Regions from separate parts of the Mus musculus genome. Here region 2 is linked to region 1. The links are chromatin contacts, called in public promoter capture Hi-C maps. All regions are on one chromosome and are shown on one strand. Each heading gives the region's core, a stretch centred on a gene start, on an enhancer-like site or on the middle of the called end of the contact. The rest is flanking DNA. Distances are from core to core; before and after follow the strand shown. Region 1 holds the start of Sumo2 (small ubiquitin-like modifier 2). Region 2 holds the start of Ube2o (ubiquitin-conjugating enzyme E2O).

Region 1 (3,172 bases), core at 190-2,689:
GAAAGTAGATGATATTGGAAGGGATTCATACGTCCCTGTAGAGGAAATATAGTAATTTTTAAAAGTCTATACTAGCTGCAGTGGTGGCACATGCCTTTAATCCCAGCACTTGGGAGGCAGAGGCAGGGGGATTTCTGAATTTGAGGCCAGGCTGGTCTACAGAGTGAGTTCTAGGACAGCCAATGCTATACAGAGAAACCCTGTCTCGAAAAACCAAAAAAAAAAAAAAAAAAAACAAAAAAACAAAAAAACCCAAAAACCAGAAAAAGTCTGTACTAAAACTCAAAGAAACAATTAAAATAAAGTTTAATAAAGAAAAAAAGATTAAGGTGTGCTACCACTGGCCTAAGGTGACAGAAAAAAAAAGCCTGTTTTGTGCAGAGTCGAAGGGAGTTGAGTAGGGGTGAGAAACGGGACGTATTACTGGTTTCAGCAAAGGTGACCTTGTGGAGAGTTCTAGTGGAGCTAAGAGGACAACAACAGATTGCAGTGGATTGAGGAGTGAGTGGGAGTTGAGGGGGTGGAGCAGCTGGCATGGGCATTTTTTCAAGCTGTTTGGTCGAGAAGAAGCACTATGGTGGTAATGTAATCGTGGTATTTCCCCCCTCTGTGGGAACACAGTAGTAGAAGAAAATACAGGGGTACAGGAAATAAAAACACCAAGTGAGAGCCACAGGGTGGCATGCACAGCAGAGGGCAGGATTTTCTTCAAATGCGAGGATCCTACTCCTACTTTGTACTGGATTAAGGGACGAAATGATTGATGGGCCCGTGAGCTTCAGGTTGGGTCGGCTCCCCTGATGGACTGTGTTCTCTGGAAGTTGGGAGGCAGGCCACAAGCAAGGAATCCTTTGAGTGGCTATAAGAACAGTTTTCCACAGCAAGAGTAGGGTTCCCAACAGGTTGGAAGACATTTGAGGCTCCCGGGTGGGAAGCTGGTTGATGGGGAAGGACGAAGGGACTGGGAAGTTTGATGTGCAGGGGGGAGTTGCATTTGTCCTACTGAACAGGAGTTTTTCTCACAACCCGCTGCTGCTTTTTTGATGGAGATGCCCCCTTCTACGTGGAGTTGGCCTTCCGTTCTCGACCTAGGCTCACCCCACGTCTAAGGCCACGCGCCTTCCTGTCCTCGCCGAGGACCAGCTGGAAGCCATTTTGATTATGCTCCACCAAAGAAGGAGGACAATACAGCCCCGCCCAGAGCCAGGCGCGCCCCCGCGGCGGGACTGGTGCGCGTGTCCGCGCCTCTTCCCGCCGACCTGGCGGGCGCCTGGCCCAGGCGGCGGAGGCGCGGGCCGTGGGGGGGAGGAGGAGGGGTGGTTATGTAAGCGTTGCGCGCTCCCGCGAAGCGGCAGCCAATGAGAAGCCCCGGATGCTCGTGCTCGCGCACGCAGGGCGGGGGGAGGGAAGCGCACGACGTGCGCGCGCCCTCTGCCTCGTCCACCGCTGCCGCCTCCTCCTGCCGCTCCTGGTGCTGCTTGTGCGCTCCCTCAGTGCGGACCCGGTGCCTCTTTTGTGAAGCGGCAGCTGAGGAGACTCCGGCGCTCGCCATGGCCGACGAGAAACCCAAGGTGAGCTCGCGGCGGCCGGCTGCGCCTCACCGTGCGGACCGGTGGGTGGCGCGGCCCGGGGTCCGGCCGAAGCCCGCCGCGGGCTTCCCTGCCTGCCCGGGGCCCCCCACGGGGCCAGCGGCGGCTCAGGCCCGGCGCTCCGCGCCATTTTCCTCTCTCGCTCTCTTCCTCCCGCCCGCGCCCGAGGAGGCCCGGCGCCCTCCCCCGCCCCCAGGCCCTCGGAGCGCGCGCGGCGCGGCGCGAGGCGGGCAGGCGGCGCTTCGCGGGAGCCCGCGGGCCCGGCGGCCCCGCGCTGGCTCCTCGGCGGCGCCCGGCGCGTGTAAGGAAAGCGTTGGGCGCGCGGGGTCTGGGGCGGCGGCGAAGGCGGGAGTCGTGCGGCCCGGGGTTTCCCTCTCGGGGCTGGGGCCGCGCCGGATCGGTGGTGTGTGCTCCGGCAACCCCGAGTGGGGGATTCCAGAGTCGGTCCGGCTCGAGGCCCAAGGGGCCCGCGGGGGAGGGGCTGCGCTCTCCGCCGTGCGCCCAGAAACCCGCACCCTGGCGGGAACCATGTGGCTTGTTGTGGTTGGAGGCTTAGGTGCGAGCAGAGAGACACGGGCTCAACTTGAGAACGCGCCCTCGGAGGCACGGGCTACTCTTGGCTGCGGACTAGGGGACCAGCATCAGTCCAGGGCAGGGCACTCTCTGGCCCCGACTCTATTTGGAGGGGGACACAGGATGGACGAATCGAATCCTTGGACATAAACATTTGATTTGCTGAACTGCTGTTGGGGTTGCAATGTACGGGAATACTTGCACGAAGACTGTATTGCAGCCATGACAGCAAAGGAGAGGGGGAAAATAAGCTCTGAACTGAAAATGAAGCAGTTATATAGTCGAACGTTAATCGGAAGATGTAAAAAGGGAGACTCGGGATATCCCTCAGTTGAGTGTGTTCGGTTTTTTTTTTTTAAAGATATGTTCATTTGATATCATTGAGCAGAGTTTGCTAACTTTTATCAAGAAGGTAGCAGTAAAATTTGAAATACAAGGTATGGTTTTCTCACTCCCACCCCAAACCGACTCTAGTAGTTGTAGCTTTGAAAAGAGAAAGGACACTGGTGTTTATGGGAAGCGACAAATTTGGGCGATGACAGGAAATAATGCCATTTTAGAAAATTTAACCTCAGATGCATCACAAATTATGCAAGGAGTTTCTAAGTGTATTGTTGCCTTGCTAGTATCAGTGCTTCTGTACCAGACTTGTAACACTTTGTGCAGGGTTTCTGATCTTTCAGCCCAGGGGCTGGGAACAGCTGTATGCTGTTGGAGAGCCTGAGAGAAACCTGTTGATTCTGAAGCGTTCGGGCCCGCAGCTTCTTTAAAGGTGTTTGTGTTTCACAGTTTCCAAATTACACTCTTATTTTTCTTTCAACAGGAAGGAGTCAAGACTGAGAACAACGATCATATTAATTTGAAGGTGGCGGGACAGGATGGTTCTGTGGTGCAGTTTAAGATTAAGAGGCATACACCACTTAGTAAACTAATGAAAGCCTATTGTGAACGGCAGGTGAGGAATTGATAAGTGTACTTCCACTTAATAATCCATGTACACAGCCGAATTA
Region 2 (3,172 bases), core at 330-2,829, 1.0 Mb before region 1:
TTATTGTGATGATATCTGTGTACATGAGTTTGGGCACATGTGGGCATCTAGAAGATGAAGATGCAGTCACTCTGCAGGGCTACAACTTGATTAGGATGCCAAGGGTGCTTGCTAAACTTGACTGACTAGGAGTGAGGGCACATACCTGTAGTACTCACTAGGGAGGCAGACACTGGCAGATCTCTGTGTTTGAAACCAGCCTGGTTTACAGTGTGAGTTTACATAGATAGGTGGATTTCTGAGAGTCCAGGCCAGTCAGGGCTGCATAGTAAGACTCTGCCTCTTTTTTCTTTTCTTTTCTTTTCTTTTCTTTTCTTTTCTTTTCTTTTCTTTTCTTTTCTTTTCTTCTTTTCTTTTCTTTCTTTCTTTCTTTCTTTCTTTCTTTCTTTCTTTCTTTCTTTCTTTCTTTCTCTCTTTCTCCCCCCCCCACCTTTTTTTGATTTTTCAAGACAGGGGTTTTCTAATATATATATATATATATATATATAAAATTTTAAATTTCAATTAATTTTATTTATTTATTTTGGTTTTATTTTGTAGCCCTGGCTGTCCTGAAACTCACTTTGTTTGGTTTTTTTAAAGGCATTTTTTATTAGATATTTTCTTCATTTACATTTCAAATGCTATCCCCAAAGCCCCCTATACCCTCCCCTGTCACTTTGGGTTTTGTTTTTGTTTTTGTTTTTTGTTTTTGTTTTTGAGACAGGGTTTTTCTGTTTAGTCCTGGCTGTCCTGGAACTCACTCTGTAGACCAGGCTGGCCTCGAACTCAGAAACCCGCCTGCCTCCCAAGTGCTGAGATTAAAGGTGTGTGCCACTGCCTTGCAAGACTCACTTTGTAAGTCATGGCTGGCCTCGAATTCACAGATATCCTCCTGCCTCTGCCTTCCAAGTGCTGGGATTAAAAGCATGTGTCATAACTAAACCGCATTTAAAAAATTTTTGTTTGGCTTTTTTATTCTTTTGTTTGTTTTTACTTTTCGAGACAGGGTTTCTCTGTGTAGCCCTGGCTGTCCTGGACTCACTCTGTAGACCAGGCTGGCCTAGAACTCAGAAGTCCATCTGCCTCTGCTTCCCCAGTGCTGGGATTAAAGGCGTGCGCCACCACTGCTTGGCTTGTTTGGCTTTTTCGAGGCAGGGTTTCTCTGTGTAACCTGGACTTGCTTTGAGACCAGGCTGGCCTAAAACAGAGATGGGCTTGCCTCTGCCTCCTGAGAGCTGGGGGTTAAAGGCGTGGCCACCACGTCAGACCCGGGCATAATTTTTTTTTAAGAAATTACAGTCAGTTTTGCGTGCAGTCCCCGCCCCTCAACTCCGGTAGACCAGTACCCTTCCTCAGGCCCCTAATCCATCTTCGTTCCTGCAGCCCTGCCACGCCCCGCGGCAGTCCTTCCACCCCCGCCCCAAGCATCTTCAGCGTCCCCTAGCGACCGGGCGGCGGCTCCTAGCAACAGCATCCCGGCGCCCTAACGACGGCGGCACGCAGGCCTACGTCAGCGCGCTCGGCCCCGCCCCCGCGCCGCCGGCCCCGCCTCCCCGCGCCTTAGGCTGCCGCCGCCGCTACCGCCGCCGCTGTCGCTGCTGCCGCCGCCCGAGACTCGCGCAGAGCAGTTATGGCGGATCCCGCAGCGCCCGCACCCGCCCAGGCCCAGGCCGCCGCCGCCCCGACCCCGGCCGCAGCCCCCGCCGCCGCCGCCCCGCCGCCCGCGCCCGCTACGGACTCGGCCTCAGGGCCGTCCTCCGACTCCGGCCCCGAAGCAGGCTCACAGCGCCTGCTGTTCTCCCACGACCTGGTGTCCGGCCGTTACCGCGGCTCGGTGCACTTCGGGCTGGTACGCCTCATCCACGGCGAGGACTCGGACTCGGAGGGCGACGATGACGGCCGCGGCAGCTCGGGCTGCTCCGAGGCCGGGGGCGCGGGCCACGAGGAGGGCCGGGCCAGCCCTCTGCGGCGCGGCTACGTGCGCGTCCAGTGGTACCCGGAGGGCGTCAAGCAGCATGTGAAGGAGACCAAGGTGAGGCGGGCCGGGGCGGTCGGCAGGGCTCGGGGAGGGGAACGCCGCCTCGTCGCCCGGTGCACCGTCATCACACCGGCCTGGGCGCGCACGCCGGCAGGGCTGCTCCGGGCGAGGGGAGGGGCCTTGCGAGCGATGCTCGGCTGTGGTGTTGGCCTCGGGGTGATGGACGCGCACGGATGCCCGTGGGGACCTCCTCGGGCGCTGAGGCGCGTTCGGCGTTACACTAGTGCGGCGTTTTTTGCTTACAACCCCCACCGCTAAAGGAGGTCCGTGCTGCATTGTGCTTTCCGAAGGGAAGGCCGTGCCGGGGAGGGCTTGGCTGTGGGTATTCCAAAACAAAGATAGAGGTGAAAACCCAAGAAGTTGAGCAGATGCTGACGGAATGCATGGTGGGGCAGCGGCCCCACGTCTTTTTTGTTGTAACCCCTCTGCATCCTTTGAATTGCCTCGGAGAACTTTATGAGGGAAATGATGAACCAGTCCAGGGCCATGATATTAATAGTACTGAGGGAGATGGTGGCAGCTGCGACTGGGTGTCTAGGACTTCTTGGGGTGGGGTGGCCTATGAAATCGTGGACAGAAGAGAGAGGGACCAATGGGAAAAGCTGCATCTTGTTTTTTCGTTCTTTTGGTTTTAACCTGGGGCTCTTAAGCAAATACCACATTCTCCCACTGTTCGGGAAAGAGGCTTGTGAATGGAGCAGTTCTACAAGAGCGGACTGACATCATAAACCTAAGCCAAGATTGGTTTGCAGGCTTGTTTTCCTGAGTGTGTGGTTTTGTATCTGTCTCTCACATATCTTTACCTCACAGCTCCTCCTGTCCTGCCCCTCCCCATCAGGAAACATTTCTAAGCATGAATCAGGTCCCTGGAAGTGAGAGATCTGCTTTGGGGGAAGGCTGTTAAGTCACTGTTTTTTGCAGTGCTGAGGGTTGAACCCAGGAACTTGATGCTAAACCTCCAGCACTTTGACGTAGAGCTACGTCCTAAACCATTCTACTTTATTTTGAGAGTAAACCTTGCCAACTTGTTCAGATTGGTTTGGAAATTAAGATATTCTCACCTCAAGCCTAGACAGTATAGAGGAGCCAAGCCACCAAAACAATCGCAGGGGGCTCTTCAGAAATTAATATAAGGCTGTATGGTGACTCATG

What was found. Capture Hi-C pulls out chosen DNA fragments and counts their contacts.
Region 2: a contact with region 1 is called in a promoter capture Hi-C map of pancreatic islet. The contact joins the promoter of Ube2o here to the promoter of Sumo2 in region 1. A contact is called at or near these places in 1 of 39 promoter capture datasets (liver) and 1 of 9 other capture datasets (pancreatic islet).

The regions. Positions count from the first base shown.
Region 1 is chr11:115,534,497-115,537,668 of GRCm38.p6, reverse strand. It overlaps Sumo2 (small ubiquitin-like modifier 2), which reads left to right and starts at 1,439. Exons shown (of 4, transcript NM_133354.2): 1 at 1,439-1,571; 2 at 2,986-3,117. The coding sequence starts at 1,551.
Region 2 is chr11:116,579,854-116,583,025 of GRCm38.p6, reverse strand. It overlaps Ube2o (ubiquitin-conjugating enzyme E2O), which reads left to right and starts at 1,579. Exons shown (of 18, transcript NM_173755.3): 1 at 1,579-2,014. The coding sequence starts at 1,613.